3 separate regions of the Mus musculus genome follow, and all the other regions are linked to region 3. Evidence: chromatin contacts called from public promoter capture Hi-C data. All regions are on one chromosome and are shown on one strand. Each heading gives the region's core, a stretch centred on a gene start, on an enhancer-like site or on the middle of the called end of the contact. The rest is flanking DNA. Distances are from core to core; before and after follow the strand shown. Region 1 holds the start of P4ha2 (procollagen-proline, 2-oxoglutarate 4-dioxygenase (proline 4-hydroxylase), alpha II polypeptide). Region 2 holds the start of Slc22a21 (solute carrier family 22 (organic cation transporter), member 21). Region 3 holds the start of Il13 (interleukin 13).

Region 1 (3,167 bases), core at 661-3,160, 470 kb after region 3:
CTTTACTATCTAGAGACTATCCATAAGTTCTGTGACTCTAGAGAACCCTGACTAATACACCATCCCATGGTCAAAAGCTCTGACCCAGAATTATTCCTGTCTAAAAGAACTGCAGGGACAAAACTGGAGAAAAGACTGAGGGAAAGGCTGGCTAGTAACAGGTCCAAATTGGGACAGATCTCAAGGGGAGGCTGACACTATTACTGATGCTATGTTGTACTTATAGACAGGAGCCTAGCATGGCTATCCTCTGAGAGGCCCAACAAACAGCTGACTAAGAAGCAGATACACCCAACCAATGGTCTGAAGTTTGGGACCCCTGTGGTTTAATTAGGGAAAGGCTGGAAGAAGTTGAGGAGGAGGGCAACCCCATAGGAAGACCAGCAGTCTCAACAAACCTGGTCTCCTGAGATCTCACAGGCACTATCCAGTCAGCACAGACTAGCGGGTCTGAGGCCCCTGACACATATTCAGCAGAGCCTGGTCTGGCCTTAGTAGACACACCTAACTCTTGAGGAGACTTGAGGCCCCAGGGAATGGGAGGCCTGGTGGAGTGTGGGGTTGTGTGGGGGTGTGGGGACATCCTCTTGGAGACAGGGGACAAGAAATGGGATGAGGAACTGTTGGCGGTGAGAATGGATGGGGGATAACAACTGGACTGTAAAAAAAAAAAAGATTAAAGATAATTTAAAAAAAAATAAAAAAGAGCATACACCATGTAAGGGTGATTTAACAACGGTAAAGCAATAAACATAATACAGTAACTGTTGGGGGCTGTTGTGGAGCTAGAAGGTCTGAGAGATAGGCCAAGAAGATGGACTTTGCTTGCTTGGTTGGCCAAGGAGAGATGCACAGTGGGTGGTAGAGTGGGGTGAGGGTTATGTTTCCATAGCCATGGATTGAAGGTATTTATAGGCCAATGGGAAAGATCCTGTGGAGAGGGGGAGGAGGAGGAGGAGGAGGAGGAGGAGGAGGAGGAGGAGGAGGAGGAGGAGGAGGAGGACCACTCCGGACAGAGAAGTGGGCGGGCATGGGGAGGATCTGAGGATCTGGGCAAACTGTACTTTCTGTGGCATAGCAGATGCAGAAAGGTTTGTGCATGGTTTCAACTGGGCTCTTGGCTGGTAGCTGCCACAGACACGGACAAGTGGCCAGGTAGTATTTTCTGAGTTGTTTCTGTGTGTCTGTCTTTCCTAGTCTGGGCCGTCTGCCTGGTCCATGCCATTATAGGGAAATCCACACCAAACTCCAGGCACAGTCCCACAGGCCGGGCATCTCCGTTCTGGGCTCTGCTCCCTGATGAGATTCTCAGACTGCTTCCCCTCATTCATGGAGAAGCAAGCTTACAGGGCAGGCGTGGGAACCTGCTCAGCTGCCAGAGCATCCTTCAGTTCAGATCGAGGTCGGTTGCTTCCCTGTCTTCTTGACTGTGTGTGTCTCAGACAGAGCTGGTTGAGGTGTCCAATCTCATTGGCCTGTGTTATAAGCCATAGGTTGGCCCTAGGATGAGATGCTCCAGGCTACGCCAACTTCTCACATTTACAGAAGAGCCGAAGCCTGGCTAGCCTGAGCCCCTCAGAGAAGCAGTTAGGCTTTGGAGATGGGTCATCTGGAGAGATGAGGTGCGCTGACATCTCAGACCCTTGTCTTTTCCCTCCCTCCACTCCCCTCCCAGGATACTCAATTCCCGATCTTAGTGACGCCAGCCTCCTGCAATTTGCCGGTGGTAATGGATGTGGGGGTGGTGGGACCACAGAGGGCTGGAGCAGGCTGGGATGGGGGCGCCGCCCCTGGTGCCGGTCCCACGCGGCGCAAGGAGGTGTGCATCGCATACGTGCAGCGCGTGGCGGCTCGGGCCTTCCCGAAGGCTCCAGTGGCTCGGAGCCAGGCCCGGGCGGGCCCGGGGGGCGGGAGGTGGGGACGTGGCGGAGGCTCAAGCGGGCGGAGACTGTGACGAGGGCGGAGCCGAGAGCGCCGGGGCGACGCCGCGGGAGGTTCTGGAAACGCCGGCTTCTGCGCGTGTTCAGGTGAGCGCGGGTCCGCAGGGTCGTCGCCGGGCTGGGCTCGGGTCCCGGTGGCCGGGCGGTGCGTTCTGCTCTGCGCGGAGCCGGGAGCTGGATCCGGGGTCCCTCAGCCCCGTGCCCCGCGTCCGGCGCCCTGATTCTGCACCCGCCTGGGTTCCTGTCCCGCCCGCGTCCCTTCCCAGGGTTAGGGCGGTGAGGTCAGCGGTGCCCTTCCTGCCGGTACTGTTAGGCCGGGCCGGACAGGACACTTGGCGGGCTCCCGGGAAGGGGCGACCTGACCCCGGGGTCGCCCCCCGATCTAAGGCGGAGGCGCCCGCCTGGCCCCGAAGGCGGCGCTGCTTAGGATGAGGAAGACCCCTGGCTCCCAACCCTGGCAAGGACCAGCTTGGTCGCTGCCAGTTTTATGGGCTCTTAAATCAGAAACTCTCCTCCTATCTGTCAGAAGACATCCTTGTCGAACCTCTGATGTTTTCCCTGAGCAGTTTCAGAGACCGGTGGCGATTGGCTGACTGATTCAACAAATAGAGCATTCTCTGTGCCTGGAGACTTTCAAGGACTGAGGCAGGCAGAAGGGAAGACTCAGAAAGTTCAGGTCCAGAGCATCAGCAAGGTAAGTACTGAGTTAGTGTGGAGTTTGGGCTGTGTGGACTTGGTAGATGTCTGGATGCTTCCGGGCAGGAGACATGGGCTGGGGTGGGAGGCTCCGGTAAACTGGATTGGTCACTTAGGAACCTGGACTGAGGAATCACCCTGAGTGGCCGCAAGCTTGGGCCAGTATCACGTCTGTGGTACAGTAGTGGAATCAAGGTAACGGAAAAGGGCCGCTTTAGGGAATAGCTGTCCAAGGGCCCCACCCACAAGCAGTGAGAGATCTGCATGAGGAAAGTCCACTGAGCCCTTGCAAGGTGAGCATGGGTCTGGGTACTTCTGTCGCAGGATTTTACTGGGAAGTACAGGTGGGTCTTCCTGTCATCTGTATTCTAATGTGTCATTTACTATGCTGAAGGAGATCATTGAATTGCCCCCTACAGCAACTCTGCTGTGCTCTCAACGCGCTAAGGAGTCTCAGTACAAGAGAATCATTGGGGAAAGGCCTCCAGCCAACTCACTCCATCCTTGCGACGTGGCTTCCCTGACTGGGCC
Region 2 (3,206 bases), core at 138-2,637, 350 kb after region 3:
CTGCAGACACATGGGTCCTTAAGAAGTAACAATCCATCGCTGGCAAATGGAAAACAGTTTCTCCTGGGGCATGGCAAGACTTCATTTTGGGGTAAGGATAGGTGAGGGAAGAAAGAATAACTCCAGAAAGGGTAGAGAGTTTGGAACACACGTTTCTTTAACTTTAAAAAGTTCTGCAAAGAGTCTTTCCTTTCTGAACAGAGGCTAAAACCTGTGGTCTCTTCTCTGGAGCAAGTCTGAATCCGGCCCCTCTGAATCACATCACTACCTCGAGAAAGTCCCACCACTCAGGGTCTCAGGGCATCTCCTAGGGGCAGAACCTTCTGGACTCTATCTTCAATGGGACCCTATGGACGGATGGTCTGCCAGACATTTGTCCTCTGAGGGGCGTACTATGGCTAGAAGTCATCTCATAAAATGTTCTTAAAGGATGCTCATCACCAGGGAGCTTGTGGTTAAACTAAGGAACAACCATTGCCTGCGATGTCACCAGACCCTGACAGGGGGGCTGTCACCTACCTCTGTCACGATGGTGGACAGGAAGATGTCCTTGTCGTACTCCCAGCCATCCAGGCAGTTCTCCTGCTCCAGCTGCTCCAGGTCCACGTCCCGTCCCGGCTCCAGCCCTAGCTCAGAGAAGTTGGCGATGGTGGCCAGTCGGTAGCGGCGGCATTTCTGAGGCACCTCTGGTCCGTCCTTCGTCTCCATCGGGATACTGTGGTTGCGCCACGCGCTGCTCAGGTTCACGGTGTCTGGTATCCGGCAACGGTGCTCCGGGATCGCCGTCAGGAACACGGCTGACAACCCAGTAAAGCCATTGGGGATGATGCTGGCGCTGAGCAGGAAGAAGATGAGGCGCTGGAAGGTCCCCCACTCGCCCAGGAAGGCGGTCACCTCGTCGTAGTCAAGCATAGAGTCGGCAGCCCACGGCGTCCCGCCGGGAATCCGAGGATACTCGGGCGCAGTGGGCGGCGCACGGTTTGTCCGTGCACGCGGAGCACCAGTCACTCGTCGAAGAGGAGTTCGAGAAAGCGTCGGGAGACGTTTTCCACACGGAGAAGCTCGTGAGTTCCTCCCGCCGCCTCAGACCCCGCCAGCGCCAGAGACACCGAGGACGTGAGGCCATGATGGACTCCGCGCGGAGTCTGGCCTAGACTGCAAGGCCGGCCGTGCAGTCCTGAGGCGAACCGTGGGGTGGGCGCGGCAGGAGTCTGAGTGATCCGTAGTGGGCACTGGACGCGCCTGTACGTGAGGCGGGTCTGGTCCCGGTCTCCGAGCTGGCTGGACAGTGCGGAAGCGGGATGGAGCCTGGCTTCAGAACTGCGCGGGTGTGAGGGAGCCTAGGAGTCCCTTGCCTACTACTCTGAGCTGTTCGCTGAGGAACGCCCTGAGGTAAAGTCCTTCCCAGTCGAGAGCAAGCGAGTCGGGCTGGGGGCGGGGCCGCTGTAGTCCCCGCCCCGAAGCTGCTGCTAGAGGGAGGGACGGGTCTTCTCAAGCCACACCCCCCGAGCGAGTCGGGCTGGGGGCGGGGCCGCTGTAGTCCCCGCCCCGAAGCTGCTGCTAGAGGGAGGGATGGGTCTTCTCAAGCCACAACCCCGAGCTGGTCCCCAGGGCTCCTTTGGGGGAAGTTGTGACCAAGCTGGGTGTTGACTTGGAGAAAGGCGTAGGATTTCGGTATGAAACACCCTCTCAACTTTTTGTTATGGGTCAGAAAGGGATTGTATCCCACCAAAAGTCTTCTCCTTCAATGGACCTGAGTTCAATTCCCAGCACGCATTGGAGGCTTACAACCTTCTGGTAACTCCAGTTCCGGGGGAACTAATCCCCTTTTCTGGTCCCCTGTCACATATAGTGCACAGACATACATGCAATCAAAACGCCCACTCACATAATGTCATATTATAATAATCATTAAGAGATTGAGACAAATTTTGAGGCTGTGGTCATGAGGCTGTGGGCAATGAATTTCAATTTCTAGGCTCTGTTCTGTGCTTTATGTTTTTAAAGATTAAGAAATCATTCAGTTATTCATCAAATCGACTTAAGCAAATATAAAAATTTAACTTCAAGATTAAGGATCTTAGTCTAGGATTATACCCTCAAATTAGTTATTTTTTACAGTTAATTCAGGAGCTGACTGGTGATCTACATAGTTCCAGGCCAGTCAGGACTACACAGTGAAACCCGTCTTAAAACAAACACAGAGCCTTACAATGAAATCCATTGTTTTGTGCAAATAGTATTTCCTAAAATTAAAAAGATAAGGTATAAAAATAGCAATTGTGTAATTCTAAAGTAATATTGTCAAATGAAATGAGAAGTTACATTTATAATTTTATTTATTTATTTATTTACTTATTTAGATGGGGCCTACTGTATTTCCCTGGCTTTACCTGCAACTTTGGTCACAAATGACCACCTGCCTCATCCTCTCTAGTAGCAGGGACAACAGGTGTGTACAGCAGATGCACATTATCATTAAAATTGTCTTGGTAGCTGTTGTATTCGTAACTTTTCTGGTTACAGAGACAAAAGCAATTTAAGGGAGAAGAGGTTTGGGCTTGTGCTTAGAGGGTAGAGTCGGTCACTCTGGGAAGGCCGGGTGGCAGGAGTCAGCTTGTCACAGTCGCCTCAGTCAGGAAGCCAGGAGAGAGAAATGCTGGTGCTCAGCTTGCTTTCTCTCCTCTTACTTAGTCCTGGACCAAAGGCCATGGAACAGATGCTGCCTCTCTGAGGGTCACTCTTCTCACTCCAACTAATGAGATCTAGAAGCTTCCTCACAGACACCTAGAGGTTTCTCTCTTAGGTGATTCTAGACCCTGTCAAGTTGACAACAATAATTGTCACAGCCATATTAATAAAATGTCCAGATCTAGTAAATAAAAATTTTACGTGGTCAGATTCAAGTTTTGCATAAAGAACTAACAATTTGAAGTATCGTTACATATTGGTACTTGCAGGGACATGTGAGGTTGAGATGTAAGTGGCTGTCCTGTGTTCTTTCTCCCTGCCAGTGCTCATAGTAGAAGCCTTTAGAGCTGGGGTGTGGCCTCACATGCACCAGACCTTGGATTGGATCCCAGTTGTGTAAGAAAAGCTTTTCCTTAAAGAGTATGGAATTAATTGTAAGACTATGTTATTATTTTATTATTAAGTTGGCATGGAAAGTATTGAAATGCATTTGATTCTTATTAAAAATCACCAAT
Region 3 (3,264 bases), core at 544-3,043:
CTTTTTTCAGTTGCTTTCTGTGAGGCAGGATATCTTTCTGTAGCCTAGGCCAGCCAAAAACTTACAATTATAGTCCAGGCTAGCCTCAAACTCATGGTAAACCCCCTGCCTCAACCTCTAAAGCCCCGACATTCTAGGCATGCCTATCTCTGAAGGTTGTTTGCAAAGCTCTAGCTACATGAGTGGGGCTTAGAGAAAAGAAGCCAACAGCCAATAACCGCCGCCACATCCCCTCAGGCCAGGTTCCTTACCCCGCCAGCGGCCAGGTCCACACTCCATACCATGCTGCCGTTGCACAGGGGAGTCTAAGGAAGCAAAGAGACCGTGAGTAGACCGGTAGCAGGAGTCACAGGCCTACCCCAGCCAGGCCAGGCCCACAAGCATCCCTCGGGTAGCATAGAGCCTGGCTTGACAACCCCTCAACACCCTATGCTTCGCTGTCTAGTCTGCATAAGGAGCTAGGGCAGGAAATAGAGTCTTGGAGCTGAAAGAGGGAAACTGAGTGGCTGTTGGCAGGGGAAATGCCTTATCTGAAGCTTGCCACTGTCTGGGCAGGAGGACGGGGGTCTACAGAGAAGGCCAGAGTGAGGTTTTATAAAGGAGGGGTGGGGGAGGCTGCTGTTGACCTAGTCAAGTCAAGTGGGAGGCAGTGGGAGCCTAGTGGACCACTTCTCTTCTCTGAATGAGACACCATGTTAGGGACACACACACGAGGCCTCAGGTGAGATTCTTAAAAGGCTTGAGTCTGACATTAGCCTCCCTGGACCTCACAAAAGGAAACCACCATGCCAGCCTCTGGGGGTGTCAATAAAGATAAGACAGCATCCAGTGCCAGGCTTGGCAGTAATCAGTGGTCAGATGCTATGAGCTGATTTTCCAGTAGAGAGAGGAGTTGGCGTCACTGCGTCCTGTCCCACTGACTGAAACCCTGACAGGGACATGGGTTAAGAAATCCAGATGGACATGACATGGGAAACCCAGCTGGCAGATGCCAAATGGTTCTAGGAAGCTGCTGGCTCGTCCCGGTTTTCCTCTGTGGAAGAGTCCCGAGCTAGTAGAAGTGGGGCCAGGCCTCGGGTGACTCTGCCAACCCCTGCAAGGTCCATCTGTTAGCCATGGCCACGCCATTTTGAGAAAATCCTCCATTTTGGATAAACAGTGGTCGCCACTCCTACACGTCCCTGATAACGACTAGCCAGTCATTATCAGATCAGATAAGGATCAGCTGGCCCTCTTGCTTGCTTCTTTGAATACTGATAGCAAGCTTTGGACCAACATCTCAACTCTTCCCTGTCCCCATAACTATCCCTAGGCTATGAGCAGTTGGAGAGCTGTCTGGTTTCCCCATCCAGAGGTTTCTTCTCCACGGGTTTTCTTAGATTAAACCTGTCCTGTTGTAAAGGTCTTTTCTTTGGGGGAACCCTTTACTGTCCATACACTGTTGCACCCTCCCCCCCCCCAAGTTAGCTGCTCTTCTTCCTCATTTTTGAGCCCGGTGACCAGGGGGCTTCGTCTGTCACTCACACAGGCCCAGACCCAGCCTGCTCATGACCTCTTCCGGGAAGGGGCTGTGTGTGCTACTCACCTGGTCTTGTGTGATGTTGCTCAGCTCCTCAATAAGCTCCTTAAGGGTCAGAGGGAGAGACACAGATCTTGGCACCGGCCCTGGGGCGGCGAGACCACCAAGGCAAGCAAGAGCCAGGACTGCAGTCACCCAGAGCGCCATGAAGCCCAGAGCCAGTGAGAGAACCAGGGAGCTGTAGAACTGTGGGCTGGCCTAGGCTGCTGGCTTGTGGCCTTAGCCTGTTGAAGCAGCTTTTATAAACCAAAGTGATGACGCCTCACCCCTGGTCTCTGCTTTGTTGGGCATTATCTGAAAACCACATCTTTACTCATCTTGAATTTTTTTTTTTCTTTTTTGGAAAATCCAGTGGCCGCTAAAGGAAAGAGTCTGATTTAGTGGATTTATTGAGAAGGGTCTGGGACAGGGTTTCCAGGTTCTGGGTGGTTTATTTCCACGGTGGGCATCAGCAAAGCTAACTTCCGCCCCAGTAATTCCACCCGCTGACCGCCCCAAGCTCCTGAGCAGCCAGCCCAATGCTGACCCCTTGATCACTAAGTACTTGTCACCCTTTGGGCAGGTGAGTATCAGTCTATTAGCTGTGAGAATTGGGGAAGTTTTCTCCTTTCTTTCTTTCTTCCTTCCTCCCTTCCTTCCTTTCTTCTTTCTTTCTTTTCTTTTTTTCTTCTTAATTTCAACAAACGTATCTGATAAATCACCAAAGCAATGCATGGTTTGGATACAAAATTTAAACAGGACAGAGAGACTAAGAAGCCACTTCCAACCACACTATTGTTCCTCAGCTGCACGAGTGGGAGGGATATAGACGTTTGTACTGCCCAAAGGTTCGCTGAAATGCAGCTGGCTCAGGTATTCCCCTGACCTTTAAGGAGTAAATCTCTTCTGATGCTAATTCTGCCAGTGGGCAGCTTGAACACCCGGCCCACCAGTGTCTTCTCTTGACCCTTCTGTTGGGACACTATATCTGGGTTGGGCCAGCAGCAGGCTGCCCAAACTCCAGCCCAGGCCAAAGAGCATTAATGCTGTTGATAAGGCCGAGACTGTGGCCATCACACTCCCCCAGCCCCCACCCCTACCCCAACCTCCACGTCTCCGCAGAAGCTGCGCTGATCCTGCAAGGGCCTCAAATTTCCCAGAATGTTGAAAATGATTGGAGCTGCAGCATCTCTGCTGCAGGGACACCCGCACATAGCCTTTTCCCTACTCTTTCCTCATACTGAGCCACCCACCCCCTGCAGAGGCCGCAGCATTTGCCTATTGGGTAGTGATGTCAAGATGCACCCTCACCCACTTCCTCCCTCAGGCCAGCAGAGGCCCCTCCATGGCCCCTCTTCTTTCTCAGACTCTTTCCCCACCCGTTTCTTCTCCTCAGCCAGATTCCATCTTCTCACAAATTTCCTGACGCCCTCACTCCTGCAGGGCCTAGTCCTGCCCAGCTCCCTTCCCACTGGGGAAAACATGACAGCTTTCTGTCCACAGTGGAGGTGCCCCCCGACCTTCTACAGATCTGGGAACTGGAAATCTGCCTCCGTCCCTTGTGCCCTCCCGGGATTTGAAGTGCCTTGCCTAGCCAAATGACCCCTGTGGGGCCTCAGTTTCTCAATCTGGAGGACAGGGCAAGGTGGCAGATCCCTTGGAGGTCTCCTGGGGTGGGGAAAGGCTTGGGGAAACACCTTGGGCGC

Evidence for each region. Promoter capture Hi-C pulls out the DNA fragments that hold promoters and counts their contacts.
Region 1: a promoter capture Hi-C map of hippocampal neurons shows a contact between it and region 3, with 2.1 times the contacts expected there. The contact joins the promoter of P4ha2 here to the promoter of Il13 in region 3. A contact is called at or near these places in 4 of 39 promoter capture datasets (hippocampal neurons, liver and stem cell-derived epiblast-like cells) and 1 of 115 datasets of contacts at active chromatin or transcription factors (extraembryonic endoderm stem cells).
Region 2: a contact with region 3 is called in a promoter capture Hi-C map of liver, with 3 times the contacts expected there. The contact joins the promoter of Slc22a21 here to the promoter of Il13 in region 3. A contact is called at or near these places in 9 of 39 promoter capture datasets (the 3T3-L1 cell line, cranial neural crest, embryonic stem cells and 4 more) and 1 of 484 Hi-C or Micro-C datasets (nephron progenitors).

The regions. Positions count from the first base shown.
Region 1 is chr11:54,099,014-54,102,180 of GRCm38.p6, forward strand. It overlaps P4ha2 (procollagen-proline, 2-oxoglutarate 4-dioxygenase (proline 4-hydroxylase), alpha II polypeptide), which reads left to right and starts at 1,911. Exons shown (of 16, transcript NM_001136076.2): 1 at 1,911-2,027; 2 at 2,507-2,634.
Region 2 is chr11:53,978,946-53,982,151 of GRCm38.p6, forward strand. It overlaps Slc22a21 (solute carrier family 22 (organic cation transporter), member 21), which reads right to left and starts at 1,388. Exons shown (of 10, transcript NM_019723.3): 1 at 520-1,388. The coding sequence starts at 912. Gm30927 (predicted gene, 30927) reads left to right here and starts at 1,086. Exons shown (of 4, transcript NR_168634.1): 1 at 1,086-1,392; 2 at 2,364-2,452; 3 at 3,015-3,087.
Region 3 is chr11:53,632,909-53,636,172 of GRCm38.p6, forward strand. It overlaps Il13 (interleukin 13), which reads right to left and starts at 1,794. Exons shown (of 4, transcript NM_008355.3): 1 at 1,586-1,794; 2 at 252-305. The coding sequence starts at 1,726.